3 separate regions of the Mus musculus genome follow, and regions 2 and 3 are each linked to region 1. The links are chromatin contacts, called in public HiChIP or PLAC-seq and promoter capture Hi-C maps. All regions are on one chromosome and are shown on one strand. The core of a region is the stretch at or near the end of the contact, and the rest is flanking DNA. Distances in the headings are between cores, read along the strand shown. Region 1 holds the start of Hgfac (hepatocyte growth factor activator). Region 2 holds the start of Cfap99 (cilia and flagella associated protein 99). Region 3 holds the start of Trmt44 (tRNA methyltransferase 44).

What was found. HiChIP or PLAC-seq counts read pairs in DNA pulled down with a chosen protein or histone mark. Capture Hi-C pulls out chosen DNA fragments and counts their contacts.
Region 2: a promoter capture Hi-C map of liver shows a contact between it and region 1, with 2.5 times the contacts expected there. The contact joins the promoter of Cfap99 here to the promoter of Hgfac in region 1. A contact is called at or near these places in 2 of 39 promoter capture datasets (the C10 cell line and pre-B cells) and 2 of 9 other capture datasets (embryonic stem cells and liver).
Region 3: a FOXA1 HiChIP or PLAC-seq map of pancreatic cancer cells shows a contact between it and region 1. The contact joins the promoter of Trmt44 here to the promoter of Hgfac in region 1. A contact is called at or near these places in 2 of 39 promoter capture datasets (the 3T3-L1 cell line and hippocampal neurons) and 1 of 115 datasets of contacts at active chromatin or transcription factors (pancreatic cancer cells).

The regions. Positions count from the first base shown.
Region 1 is chr5:35,039,012-35,043,357 of GRCm38.p6, reverse strand. It overlaps Hgfac (hepatocyte growth factor activator), which reads right to left and starts at 1,849. Exons shown (of 14, transcript NM_019447.3): 1 at 1,648-1,849; 2 at 894-1,068; 3 at 696-792; 4 at 424-503. The coding sequence starts at 1,761. It also overlaps a transcript of Rgs12 not described here.
Region 2 is chr5:34,286,449-34,290,794 of GRCm38.p6, reverse strand. It overlaps Cfap99 (cilia and flagella associated protein 99), which reads right to left and starts at 2,130. Exons shown (of 16, transcript NM_001370805.1): 1 at 2,035-2,130. Zfyve28 (zinc finger, FYVE domain containing 28) reads left to right here and starts at 2,471. Exons shown (of 13, transcript NM_001015039.1): 1 at 2,471-2,696. The coding sequence starts at 2,658.
Region 3 is chr5:35,572,693-35,577,038 of GRCm38.p6, reverse strand. Trmt44 (tRNA methyltransferase 44) reads left to right here and starts at 1,969. Exons shown (of 11, transcript NM_030208.3): 1 at 1,969-2,480; 2 at 2,845-2,959; 3 at 4,117-4,336. The coding sequence starts at 1,994.

The DNA.
Region 1 (4,346 bases), core at 600-3,099:
CTCTATACATGCTCTGCCAGGCAACGGGGATCCCTCTCATGGCACACCCACAGGTTTCATGGCTTGCTCTTTTGGACTCAGGGCCTGTTCAAGGGACTATGTATGGCTACATGGATAGATCTCACCACAAGAGGGAGCCCTGGTATCACCAATGATCAGCAAAGCCATCCAGGGTCTAGGAAGGCTAGGTCCTGTCTGGGAGAAGCACCCTCTGCTGCCCTCTGGGCTGGCAGCAATTTTGCCCCTAGATATCTCTGAACTCAAGAAGATCAAACTCAGAGACACCCCCCCCCCAAACTCCATGCAGAATCCTTGCCCAGGTCACTAGTATCCTCACCCTGCACACTGACCCCTATACTCCTAACCCAAGCACCCTGTCAAAGCCTTTCCTGGGGGCTCAGGCTGGCCCTTTCACATATCTACCTGGACCTTCCACAGGCAGGGTCACCTCTGCACAGTAGCCCCAGGCCCGGTCTCGGTCATAGTTGTGTGTTGTAGCGCACCTGGAGGGTCGAGTCAGAGGATAAAACTGAGTCCCTGCCCAGAGCCCCACCCATCTCTGCCTGGGCACCCTGGAGCCCCTGTTCACTAAATGTACCTGCTGGGCATCAAGACCTACTAGCTTCAGGGTTCATGAGGGTCCACAGTGGGAACCTGTGTAGGTTCCTCAGCCGCTACCCCACTCTGGGACTCACCACTTCCTGTAGGCACTTCCCTCAGAGGTACAGGAGTGCAGCATGCGGCCACCGTAGCGGAAAGGGAACCTGCACGGCTGCCCAGACTCGGTGAGCACTGTGGAGGGGTGTCAGGGATCAGGCATCCCACTGGGTACTCCACCCCTACCCAGGCCCCACACCTCTTTAGCTGCCTTCCTGTTACAGTGTCTCACCTACCTTGGCCCCCAGGGGGGCTGCTGCTGGAGGGAGGAGGGTACCTCTCACTTTGGGGTCCCTCAGTCTCTGCTGCTGGAGCACTTTCTGTTGAGGTGCTGACATTCCCAGAGATCACAGGGATCGTGGGGGTCACGGGGGTGGCTGTAACGTTAGGTCCTGGGGGCTCTGTGTGGTTCTAGGAGCCCAAGGGGCCACAAAGGTGTCAGTGTGGAATAGTCCTTCACACTTGGACTCCACCAGTCGGATACACCAGAGACCTGAGACTCCTTAGGGCAGGTCCAAGAGGCAGTGGGTGTCCCCAAGACCTCCTCTGGCCTTTCCTTCTGAATCTGAGTGATCCAATGTGCTAACTTAAGAGTCACAGGGCCCCAGGTCACCCTGGTCCTTGAGATTCAGTCCTGGGGGGCAGTCCTGGGGTGGACAGGAACAGCTGAAGCACTCTGAGGTCTCCTACACCCCATCTCAAACACTGGAATGCAGCAGAAGCCCCAGGACCCCCCCCCCCCACTCACTCACGGGGCCTGGGCCACACAGTGGCAACAAGAGGATCCTAACAAGTTCAGGCCCAAGCACTACAGACCAGCCTAGCCCAGCACCCCATATCTCAGTGCAAAATGACAACTTCCACTCCACTATGCCACCACACTGGGTCCCTAGCTCACTCTGGGGCCCTCTTTCTGACCTCTCTCTTCCCAGGAACCGAGTGTGCATAGAGAACCCTTGGCCACATGCAAGGGAGAGGGGCAGTGCTCACCCTGCCAGCCTGGGGCTGGGCCCCCCGAGGCACCACCAGCAGCAGCAGGAGCAGCAGGAAGGGACATGGCCTGGGTAAGGGACAGAGGCTAGAGATCCAGGCCTGTCGCCCCATGGCTCCTCCTGAGCTGGCGTGAGGTGTAGCAGGAACAGAGTAGCCAGGGAACGTGGCCAGGGCAGGTGGGGTCAAGGCTACATGATAATGATTAACCCTGCCACCCACTGCATCCTGTTAGGCTCCTCCACAGCCATAGCTCCACCCTGCTGCCACAGCTCTGCCTGCTCTGCTGGGGCAGCTGTTGTTCTCTGGCAAAGGCTACAACTGCTCCTCGGCCCAACACAACCTTCAAGTCTCAGCCTCTTCCAGGAAGTCTTCCAGTGTGACTTGGGCAGGTCAGAGCCAGGCCTCCCAGGCACAGGTGCTGGCCATATTGCTGGCCACTCCTGTCTATGAGCCCTTTACAGGACCTGCTGCATGCAGGAACCTGGGGGTTCCAGTTCTTCCCAGCCAGCTACTGACTCATGGTGGGGGTGATACAGTCCCCAATCCACAGATGTCAACACAGGGTGGAGGGTACCCCCTCTACCCATTGCCACATAACAACTCAAGAGAGGTAAGGGTTGCTCCCTGGACCAAGTGCTGTGACCAGTGCCTGAGAACAGTAACTCTCTTTGCTGGTTTGTCTACTTGTCCTAAGCCTGGGGTACTCAGGACCCCCAGAATTCTATCCTTACCAGACAGCCTGGGTACCAGCAGCCCCCCAGTAAGCTTTCCCAGTCTGGTTACCTGTGGGCATAGCCTGCATGCCTTCAGTTGGGCAGGCTATACACAGAGCTTCCCTGTGGCTCCAGGCAGGCACTGGGGGCCCTAGGCAAACTGGAGTGGCCACCTCATACCCATAGCTCTAGCTGTCTTCTTGGGATCTCTCCAATTCCTGAGGGAGGGGGACAGGGCCAGTGGCAGGAAGGCTCCACTGGGCACAGTGGGTACAGTGGGCAGGAATGAGATCACAGTGACCCCCACCATAAATCTCAACCAAGCCCCGCCCTCACCAATGGCCAAACAGCACCCAAGCTTGCCAAAGTAGGTGCTAGAAGCATGGTGGGGCATGATGGGTACCAAAGGCATGGTGGTTCATGGCCAAGTGCGGGTATACAGTGGTGTCTGAGCATTGTGGTACTGAGGAAACAGTGGTGCTGGCGCACAGTGGGTACCAGGCAGATGCTATGAGTGCTAGGACATTGCGGGTGTTGGGAAATGTTGCTGCTGGGATGTGCATGATGAGGTGCCTCAGAGAAGACGCTCTCTGAGAAACCTTTCAGCCAGTCCATCTTCAATTCCAGGGAGAGATGTAAGATTAGCAGCTTGGCAGTTGGGCCATCAGTGTTGGGGCCTCTGCTCAGGCATCCTGGGCTTGTGACAGTGTGTCTTACAGGCTCAGCCCAGCACCACCCTGTGGTCCTTCCCCTCCTGCTTCTCACTGATGTCCTGCCATATCAGGACTTCTCATTCTATAGCCAGATTCACTCTGGTCTCAGCCTCAGACACACTGGCTCTTGCCTCCCTATAGAACTTATCTACAGTCAGGTTTTAGTTCAGATGTCCCCTCTCTAGAAGCCCCCTGGGTCACCTGAGTGAGACTAGGGAGAGGGGCAGGGCCAGTGGCAGGAAGGCTCCACTGGGCACAGTGGGTACAGTGGGCAGGGATGAGACCACAGTGACCTCACCATAAATCTCAACCAAGCCCCACCCTCACCAATGGCCAACCTCAGAGAAGACAGAAGACACAGATGTCCAAAAACCCCAGGTCATCTGCAAGGGACAATATGAATGGACAATGTTGGGGTGTGGCTGGCCTCAGTATCCAAGATGGTCATAGAGCCCATACATCTGAGGATGGGAGGCGATCCCATCCTTTAGCTCCCAAGCACCAAGCTATCTCTGTGCAGCCACCCTTGTCCAGGAACCATTTCCTCTCTGGAAGTCTTTCTTCCTAGGGCCATCTGCAGGGGTAAGGGCTCCAAGAGGATGGCATGTGACATCGGCACTCAGCACAATGCAGTACATGGCAGGTCTTCAGAAGCATTTTATTGGGCAAAGTCTGAACACCAAGGCGGGCTGCTATAGAGGTGTCTAACCCAGCCCCTGGGATGAAGTTGTCCCCTCACTTCCTAGTTTGGCTCCTGGCTTCCTATTGGGGCCGAGGTGGCTCTTGGCTCTTCCCAGGCTCCTGCCGTCTCAGAGTCATGAGCTCCTCAAACATCCATATAAGCATGGGAGTCAGTACATGGAGCAGTAGGAATTGCAGGTCCAGCATAGCTTCAAACAAAGGTGGCATGGTGTGTGCTGGTCTTGGGCTTTGTGGGCTCACCTGGGATGGTGCTCAGGCCAGGACCATTTGGTAAGGAGGGTCCATTGGCTTTTACCCTCCTTGGACCCAGCTGTACCCCGAGAATGCTGCCTCCCCACCCAGGAGACACACCCGAAACGAGGTCCACATCGATGATCCTGTTGACCGGGAGGCCTCCGCTGACTCGGGCCCCGCCCCCTGTCATGGGGAGAAGAGAAGCTGTCACCTGCTTGCCTCAGCCCTGGGTTGCCGAAACCCACCCCAGCATCCCTGCACAGACACCAAATCCACTCCAGACAAGGTGATCTCCAGCCATAGGCCATGGACCTGGATAGGAAGGCTGGGGAGG
Region 2 (4,346 bases), core at 881-3,380, 750 kb after region 1:
CCTATTGTTACCCAACCGGTCAGTGACATTTCTCAGCCTCCTTGAAAGCTGGCTATGGTCGTGTGTACAAGTTCTTCCATCTCTCAGAAGTACTAGAGAATAAACTGTGGGAGCATTAGCCTGAAGTGTAGGACATCTCTTTCTTCTCTTTTCCAGTAGGTTCATGGGCTTAGGAGGCGATGGCTAGAACCAGTGCAGCCATCCTGAATCCTCAGTAAACAGGTCAAGGATGGTAGCCAGAAAGCTGGTTCCTGTTGCATGTCCAGAATTACCTCTGCACACATCTCTCTCTCTTTTTTAAAGATTTATATGTAAGTACACTGTAGCTGACTTCAGACACACCAGAAGAGGGCATCAGATCTCATTACGGGTGGTTGTGAGCCACCATGTGGTTGTTGGGTTTTGAACTCAGAACCTTCAAAAGAGTAGTCAGTGCTCTTACCCGCTGAGCCATCTCACCAGCCCTGCACACATCTCTTGAATGTGAACAAATCTGTCATGCTGGGATCTTTCTGCCTATAGTTAAGCCTGATCCTGATATACCTACCTCCTTGGGCTCAGCCTTTATCTTGGGCACAACTTCCAATATGAAGCATAGAAACAGCTTCTGCACAGTAATAGCCCCAGGCTTTGGAGTTGGCCAAGGGTGAACAGACACCAGATAATTTATTAATCTACTTACTACTGGACATGAATTCATGTGTCTGCTCAACGTCTTCACTTGGAGAAGATGATGGCTTTGGGAAGAGCTGCTTTTAGTTTTCTTTTAAAATTTTTTTACTTATTTTTATGTGCGTGTATATATGGGTGCATATGTAAGTGTGTGCACTTCCATGGGGCGGCCAGAAAATGACCGTAGTGTAGCCCTGGCTGTCCTGGAACTCACTTTGTAGACCAGGATGGCCTCAAACTCAGAAATCTGCCTGCCTCTGCCTCCCAAGTGCTGGGATTAAAGGCGTGCGCCGCCACGCCCAGCTCCACCTTGTGTTTTGGGCAGAGTTTCCCATTATTGTGGTGCTCACCAACTAGGCAATAGGCTACATTGACTAGTGAACCCCGTGGGTCCATCTTCTTAGCCTCTGAAGTGCAGCGATTGTAAATGTCATAATGCCTGGCCTTTTTTACAAAAATATATTTATTTCTTATGTTTATGTGTATTTGCCTGCATGTATGTATGTGCATCACATGCATGCAGGGCCCATGAAGTCCAGAAGAGGGGTTTGATTATTTGGAGGTGGAGTTACAGAAAGTTGTGAGCAGCCATGGAGGTGCTGGTGACTGAATCTGGGGCCTTGCCAAGAGCACCCACTGCTCTTAATCACCGTGCTATCTCTCCAGTCCATGCCTAGGGTTTTTGTTTTTGTTTTTGTTTTTCCAGTGAGTTCTGGCATGCTGAACCTTCTTCCACTAATTAGGCAAACACGTCACTGATTGAGCTATCTTCCCAGCCCCACAAGCAGTTTTTATGACTGAGAGAGTATACAGTTGTGGACATGTTGACTCTAAGGTGATCTGTTAGTTGTACAAATAGTGAAGAACAGGCAAACATCTGAATTCAAGCATTTAGGCTGGAGGGAAAAAATGTTTTTAAAACCACGTAGCTGCCTGGAACTACATAGAAATGGGTGGAGAGCAGCTTCCAAGGAGTAAGAAGGGAGCTACAAAGCAGGTCCAGGGCTGAGGGGCTAAGGGAAGATGCAGGAACTGCTAGGGTACACACACTGTATTAAGAGGTAGTCATCTGGGTCACCTGTTAACAGAGAGAGAGAGAGAGGGAGAGAGGGAGAGAGGGAGAGAGGGAGGGAGGGAGGGAGGGAGGGAGGGAGGGAGAGGGAGGGAGAGAGAGAGATTGATTGGAGGTGGTGGAAAACACCCTACTTTTATTTTTGGAGGTGGGAAGAAAAGCGCAAAGGTAGCTCGCTAAGGCCAGAAAATAGGCAAAGATTGGAGAACTGGAGAAAACGAGTTAGGGAGAAGAGGATGGGCTGTGCCTGGCTCCCTGTGGCGGCCCCTCACCTTAACCTGCCTGCCTACCTGCGGGCCTCTTGGCCTTCCTTGGCTTTAACCTCGTAGTCTGTCCAGGCGCCGCGGGCGGGAGCGTTCACTGGCCAGCTCCGGTACCCGCAGATCGCCTAGGCATCGTTTGGGCGCCGTCACCTAGCAACGCCGCGCAGGCCCTGCCCGCGGTGGGCGCCGGGACCTGTAGTCCTGAGCCTCCCTCCCTTGGTGCGCGTCCCGGGTGGGGTACGGCGTGGCGTTGGGCGGGGATTGGCGGCCTCGCCGGGCTCGCCCCATCCACCACTTGCAGCGGGCCGGGGGCGTGCGGCGCCTCCGGCGCATGTGCGGTCGTGACCGGCGGAGGCGCTGGGTGCTCTTAAGCCGTGAAGCACCGCGCGCCCTGTGCCCGCGCCTTTCCGCGCGCCCGCCCGCTCGCGGGTTTGGGTCGGCCGCGCGCCGCTTGCTGAGCATCCTTCCGGCCGCGCACCTGCCCCGCGCACCTGCAGCCAGCTGCTCGGCGCTAGGCGCCGCGCACACGATCTGCTTGCTCAAGCAGGTCCCGGCCCTGCCTGCGTGTCCACCCCGCGCCGCAGCCGGACCCGGGCGCAGCGCTGCAGAGGGCGAGGGCCGCCCGGAGCGTGGCTCGGGCCGGCGCGGCGATGATGAACAGATTCCGAAAGTGGCTGTACAAACCCAAGGTGAGCGGCTCCAGCTGCGGACCATGTCCCGGCGTCGCGCTTTCCCCCCTCCAGATCCCTTATCCTGCAGGTCCCTCCTTGATAGATAGACCTCGTTTCCTTGGCCCTGTATGAATTTCTTTCTCCAGTTCATGGGATGCCCTTTCCCTGCATTCCGCGACTTGGACAGACCATGTACCTGGCGCGCATTGACTGCTCTTTTCCAGTACCAGACGGGGCTCTTTCTTTCGGGCCTGGGTGTACTGTCATGTTTCTCCTCGTCTGGATACTAGATGGGCTGGCTCCAGCTCGCACCCAGCGGTCCCAGCCTGCGTGCTCAGAGCCCCTACTTCTCTTGGTTCCCTCTAGCCTCACCGCTGATGCTCCTTCATCTTTTCGCAACACAATTATTCTGTCCTAGGATAGTGGGTCTCCCACCCTCCCTTCGCACTTGGGAACCGACCGTTTCATTCCCCTTTCTCCAACCTTAGGCTTTGGTCAGACTCTTTCTTCCCGTATCTTAGAGGTCCCTCACGCCGCGGTCTGGTCCTCTATCCCAAAACGGAGTAATTGGATCTTGGTCCAGTTCTCATCTCTATCCTGTTCCGGTAGCCGCCTGCACCCTTTTGGATCTCCGACCAGTCCTCTGCCCAGTCGCGGGGTGAGGCTCGTGGAGCTTGAAGCTTCAGTGGGCCGGAGGTGCGATTCACCAGCCAGTTCGGGTCCAGGCGGCGCGCCCCGGCAGCCGTGCCAGTCGCACTGCGGGCGCTGCGTCCCGCTGCCTGCCTGGGGCTGGCAGCCCGGAGCCGGACCCGGTGCGCTCTGTTCGCAGCTGGGCGATGCAAAGCTAGGATCCAGCGAAGATCCAGGACGCAGCTGCGGCGTCCAAAGCTGCGTGTTGGGGGTTGGCGGAGTCTGGGGACGCCAACGCTGGAGGTCTTCAGAGGGTCACGACCTGGGTGGGGTCACTGCAAAGACTAAGGGCGGGAGCAGTGCAGCGGCTGCGTGCTGGTATCTCCGAAGTCAGAGGCCTCCTTCTCTTTGGCCCACCCAAGGAACTGACCGCTCTCCCGCCGTGACTAGCCACATTTCTTGATTTAGGGTTTCTGTCCCAGACTCTGTGAATGGTCTCTCGGAGTGGGGCGAGTATTCTGGAGAGACAGCTGGTCTGTTTGGAAGACTGGCATTTGAGGTTTAGGGGACTTTCAGGGATCTGAATCTGTTACAGTTTTTGTCTGCCGAGGTCGGGAAGTTTTTCCTTAGGTTAGAGAATGTTGGGGTGAAGGCTTACAAAGCATGGGGCTGCCTTTGATCAGCCTCGGACTGGACAGAAGGTATTCTGGAGTCTTGTGCGCTGGTGCAGCAGCGGCTCGTGCTCCTGTCTTCCTGGTTGTGGGCAAATATACTGGGGGGTGGGGTTGTGTGTGGGGAACCCTTGCGACCCTTGCGATGGGTGTGGTTTGAGTCTTGCTTGCCCTTAGCCACGCCCTAGGCGTCTGGCACTCTCTTTGCTGCAATCCCTTCAATGTGCACAGTCCTGCCTGCTGATGGTTAGTGGGTCTGCTAGCGGCTGCAGCAGCTCCTGCTCTGCTTATCTGCACAAGGAGTGCCCCCCGCCCCAATTGAGTGAATTTTTAGCACAAGAAAAACAAAACCAAACGACAACAACAA
Region 3 (4,346 bases), core at 720-3,219, 530 kb before region 1:
GGTGTGTCTGAGCCCCTTGACTCCCAAGTCCTGACAGCTCTGTGGAACTCTTCAAGCTCTTTACAGCCTTCTCTCCGTCAGCCTTAATTCCTTACTCTCACTCTTTAGCCCCACTGTATGATTTCTGCTCTGGCTGCCTCTCTTGCTATGACCACAGCCGCGGCTATTGTTTGCTACTGCTCCATTTTGCTGTCCTCACTGGTGTTGCAGCTGCTGCCGTCACTCTCTGTTACCACTCACCGCCAGCTCCCACCACCCCCTCTATTACTTCCAAACTTCCCTCGGCCACCCGTGCAGTCCCCGTTACTTGAGCAAAGCAGCCATAGTTGTTGTTTAGCTGCTGTAAAGTGCCCCTGGTTCCCTAAGGGACATAATGAAACCCAGGAGCAGCAACAAAGTGAAACTTTGGCCTACATGGGTGTTGCCAAGAGGTTGGGAGATGAGGTCAAAGATGCGTGTTTGGCTCTTTGGACCATTAGAGCAGAGGCATGTGGTTGTTGTGCTGATATAAAAACACAGCTTTGACCTTAAAGGGAGTGAGGGATAGCTTAGTCTGGAGACAAATATGAGTGACTATGGTTTAAAAACTATGTTCATACGTGGTGACAGTTTTTTTAATAGTAACAAAATCCATAAAGTAAGTATTTTTAAAATACAAGGATGGGTACCAACAGGTAGGTGGGTTAGAACAATGAGGGGAAATTGCTGGAGACATTTTTAGCCTTCATGTTGGTGGAAGCTAATAGTTTGTACATTCCAAAGGATTTAACAAATACTTTGTTTCGGACCTCAGGTAACAAAGTAAGAAATGAAAGACCCACAACGTGAGGACTCCCCCACGTTCTGACTCAGGAGAGGCGACACCCCAAAATCACCCACAAGAAACGGGCCTGTTGCAAAATGCAAGAGGATTTTTATTCAAGAGCGCTCTCGGGCCCACGGTCATACACCACGAAGGGGTAGAGGACCGTGGCGCCCCGAGTAGCTGAGTAAGGGGGTATTTAAAGGAAGAAACCACAACTCAAGGAGGTGGGAAGGGCATTGTTGGAAAATAACAAAAATACCAGTTAAGAGTCACAAGGAAGTGCAAAGTTACAAGAGTCACGAGGAATACCTGGTAATTGTGAGGGTTATTTTTCAAAACAGTTTCTAAGAGCCCCTAACAAAAGCACATTTGTATATGGCAATGGTCAGGGTGACTTTCTTTGAATGAGCACTCTTTGAACCCAGGAAGCGGGTGGGTAGAGGAATGTCGCTATCTGTTTTATGATTAGCATACCTTTACAAAGGCCACATTCCCAAGCCTGGGCCTAAAGGCCTAGAATTCTGTTTTTACTTTGTTATACTTTCAGAACGTCTGTGTTATAGGTTTCTTATGTTTTCTGATGCCAGCTTTATCTTTTGGGTTGGTAGGAGGTTACTTTCTGGCAAGTTAATGTATTCCAGTCAAAGAATTTGGAGTCAGACACAGGTGGGCAATGCATGGCTATAAAGGAGCTAAATAATCGCCCAAGGTAATGCTAGCTTTGGGTCCGCATTCCAATTCTTTACAATCATGAAGTTGTAGTTAGCCAACCAGCTTTGTAGAATCCTTCATATAAGTGTGGCTTTCTGCTGAGTGTATCAGTTACGTCTTGTTTGCTCAAGTAACTTCCTCTCCTCTCAGTATTATTAGCTTTGTCGTGAGAGGTGGAACCTCTGGGGGCAAAATTTCATTTAGGGGGCACGAATCGGATGTACCGCTTGGGAGCTCTTATTTCCAAGCAAGAAAGCAAGCAGAGAAGGGGTTGTACATTCAGTCGTTGAGGACCCCAGGAGGCTGTATCCACTGCGGCCCACACTCTGCTCCTCCCGCGTCCCAGGCTCCGCCAGCGGCTCCGAAGCTACCGCCCAGCAAAAAGGACAAAGGGATGGCCTTCCGGGTCCAGGCTCTAACTCCCGTGAGTCAATGCGCTTCCGGGTCGCGTCATCCCAACGCGCCGAGCGCGCAGCCATGGAGGAGCTGGGTAGAGTGCGGCTAAGCGATCCTGATGCCCTGCTACCTGCAGGCTTCTGGGCCGCCGTGACCGTGTGGCTGGAGAGGCCACAGGTGGCCAACAAGAGGCTGTGCGGCGCCCGCATGGAAGCCCGCGGGAGAACTTTGCGGTCCCACGCCCAGGCGGAGTGTGGACCGCGGCAGGGACAGGGACACGGGCTGGAGAGGGAACCCGGACAGGCTTCTCCTAAAGGAGAGCCAGAGTCGGGACCTAGGGCGAGCCGCGAAGGCACCGCTCCCGCGGCTGACCTGAACTCGCTATGGGACCGAGTCTCCCAAAGCCTCGTCCACGCCAATCCGGAAATGCTGGCCTTCCTCTGTGGCCCCTCGTTGGGTCCTCAGCCTGAAGCCGCGCAGGAGCTCGACCTGATTCTCAGGACTGTCATCCCGAAAGCGAGCCCGCACTCCCCACTCACAGAGCCGAAGAAAGAACTGGTAGTGCAAGGTAGGAGAGTAGTGGGAAGAGCGCAAACAGACTGAAAAGCGTTCGCTTTTTGAGACAGGGCCTTATATGGCCTGGAATTCGCTATGTAGAACAGGCTGGCCTCGAACTCACAGAGATACACCCGCCTCAGCCTTCCAAGTACTGGGATTAAAGGAGCGCCACACCACCCACCACCCAGCTCTGGCCTTGTATTGTCTAAGTGCTAGCTATAATGGTGTGTCCAAAGTGTAGAGCCCTCTCCCCAGTGCTGGACAGCCACTAAGGACTGGAAAGCATTACTCTCCTGTCCATCGCTGCTCAGTTCTACTTCCAAGGGATCCGTTTAGAGCAGTTATGACCTGATAGCCTTGTCTTTCCCCCTCAGATGTCTCCAGTGGGAGTGTCACCTTTTTGCCCTTGGAAGAAGATAATGAGGGGAATTTGGAGGTTAAAACGAGCAACGTGTATCAACTCCATCTCCATCACAACGAAGGAGAATGGTAAGAGCTGGACGCTGCTGTTGCACCACTATGTGATGCCCATCCCGGATGTCCTATCAGCAGTCAACTGGAAGATTCTGGGGTACAGAAGAGCCAAGGTCTTGTGTTGGTTGGCTGATCTCAGATGTATACTATAGTCACCACTCTGCTGGTTCCTGGCGCTGGTACTGGATTGGGGATCACAATGTAGCCAGAGTCCTTGATCTCTATATTCCATATGCCGGTAGGGGTGTACAGCAACTAGCTGGGGTACTCTGTTAGTCAGCTTTCTGTTGCATAATACCCAAGGGAGTCAACTTAAGGATGCTTGAGGGCCAGTGAGATGACTGTGCATAAAGGTGCTCGTTTCAAATCTTACAAGCTGAGTTTGATCCCTAGAGCCCACATGTTCTGTGAGCTGTCCTCTGTCTTTTAAACACACACACACACACACACACACACACACAGATATAGATGTATGTGTATAATTTTAAACGGGTATCATATTTTAGTTTGTGATCATTCCCTCTTTGGTTTTGGGGCCTGTAGTGAGGAACTAGGAGCATAAGGGACCATGGACAAAATCTGCCCTTAAAAGCCCACCGCCAACACAACTCCCTGCTTACTCCAACAAAACCTCACTCACCCTCTAAGTCCCCACCACCGCCAATGTCCCTTAAGCTGAGTGTATCTACGAGTTAGCCTGTTGATGAGGTTGGTCCTGTCATGGTCCAGTCACCTCCCCAAGGTTCCACTTTTAAACTCAGCTGAATTGGGGACTGAGCCTTCAACATAGGAGCCTTTAGGGGACTTTTTATCTAGACCAAATTCACATGAGCTCTATCCGATTATCATACTGCTATTTGTGTATCTTGGTCCAGAGTAGGGGGTGGAATATCCTGTCATAGTTTAGAGTCCCTCTTATAAAGTACAGGTTTGTCATTCAGTGGTAGAACACCTGCCCATTTTGTGCCTTAGCGAGGTCTTGGGTTTGATACCTGCAACAACAACACGCACACACACACACACATGCACATGCACACACACACACACACACATACACATACACACATTGAAAGAATGCTGTAGTTGCTCCTCCCTTCTGGGAAAATGAACATGTCACTTAGGACTAAGGATTGAAGCTAGCATTCTCATTGGTATTTCTCTTATTTTTGAAGGTTCATATCTGTTTTAATTTTCTGTCCAGAGAGATGGCATTCAGATGGTGTTGTCTATCCTAAGCCTGCCTGGCTCGGAGAAGAACTGCTGTCCAAGCTGGCCAGGTGGGCGGTGGAGAACAGGAAGAGCGAGTTTAAAAGCACACTTTCCCTGGTGTCTATCCTGCGCTATAGCAGGATGTACCAGGAGCTCAAAGAGAAATACAGAGACATGGTAAAGGTAATGCTAG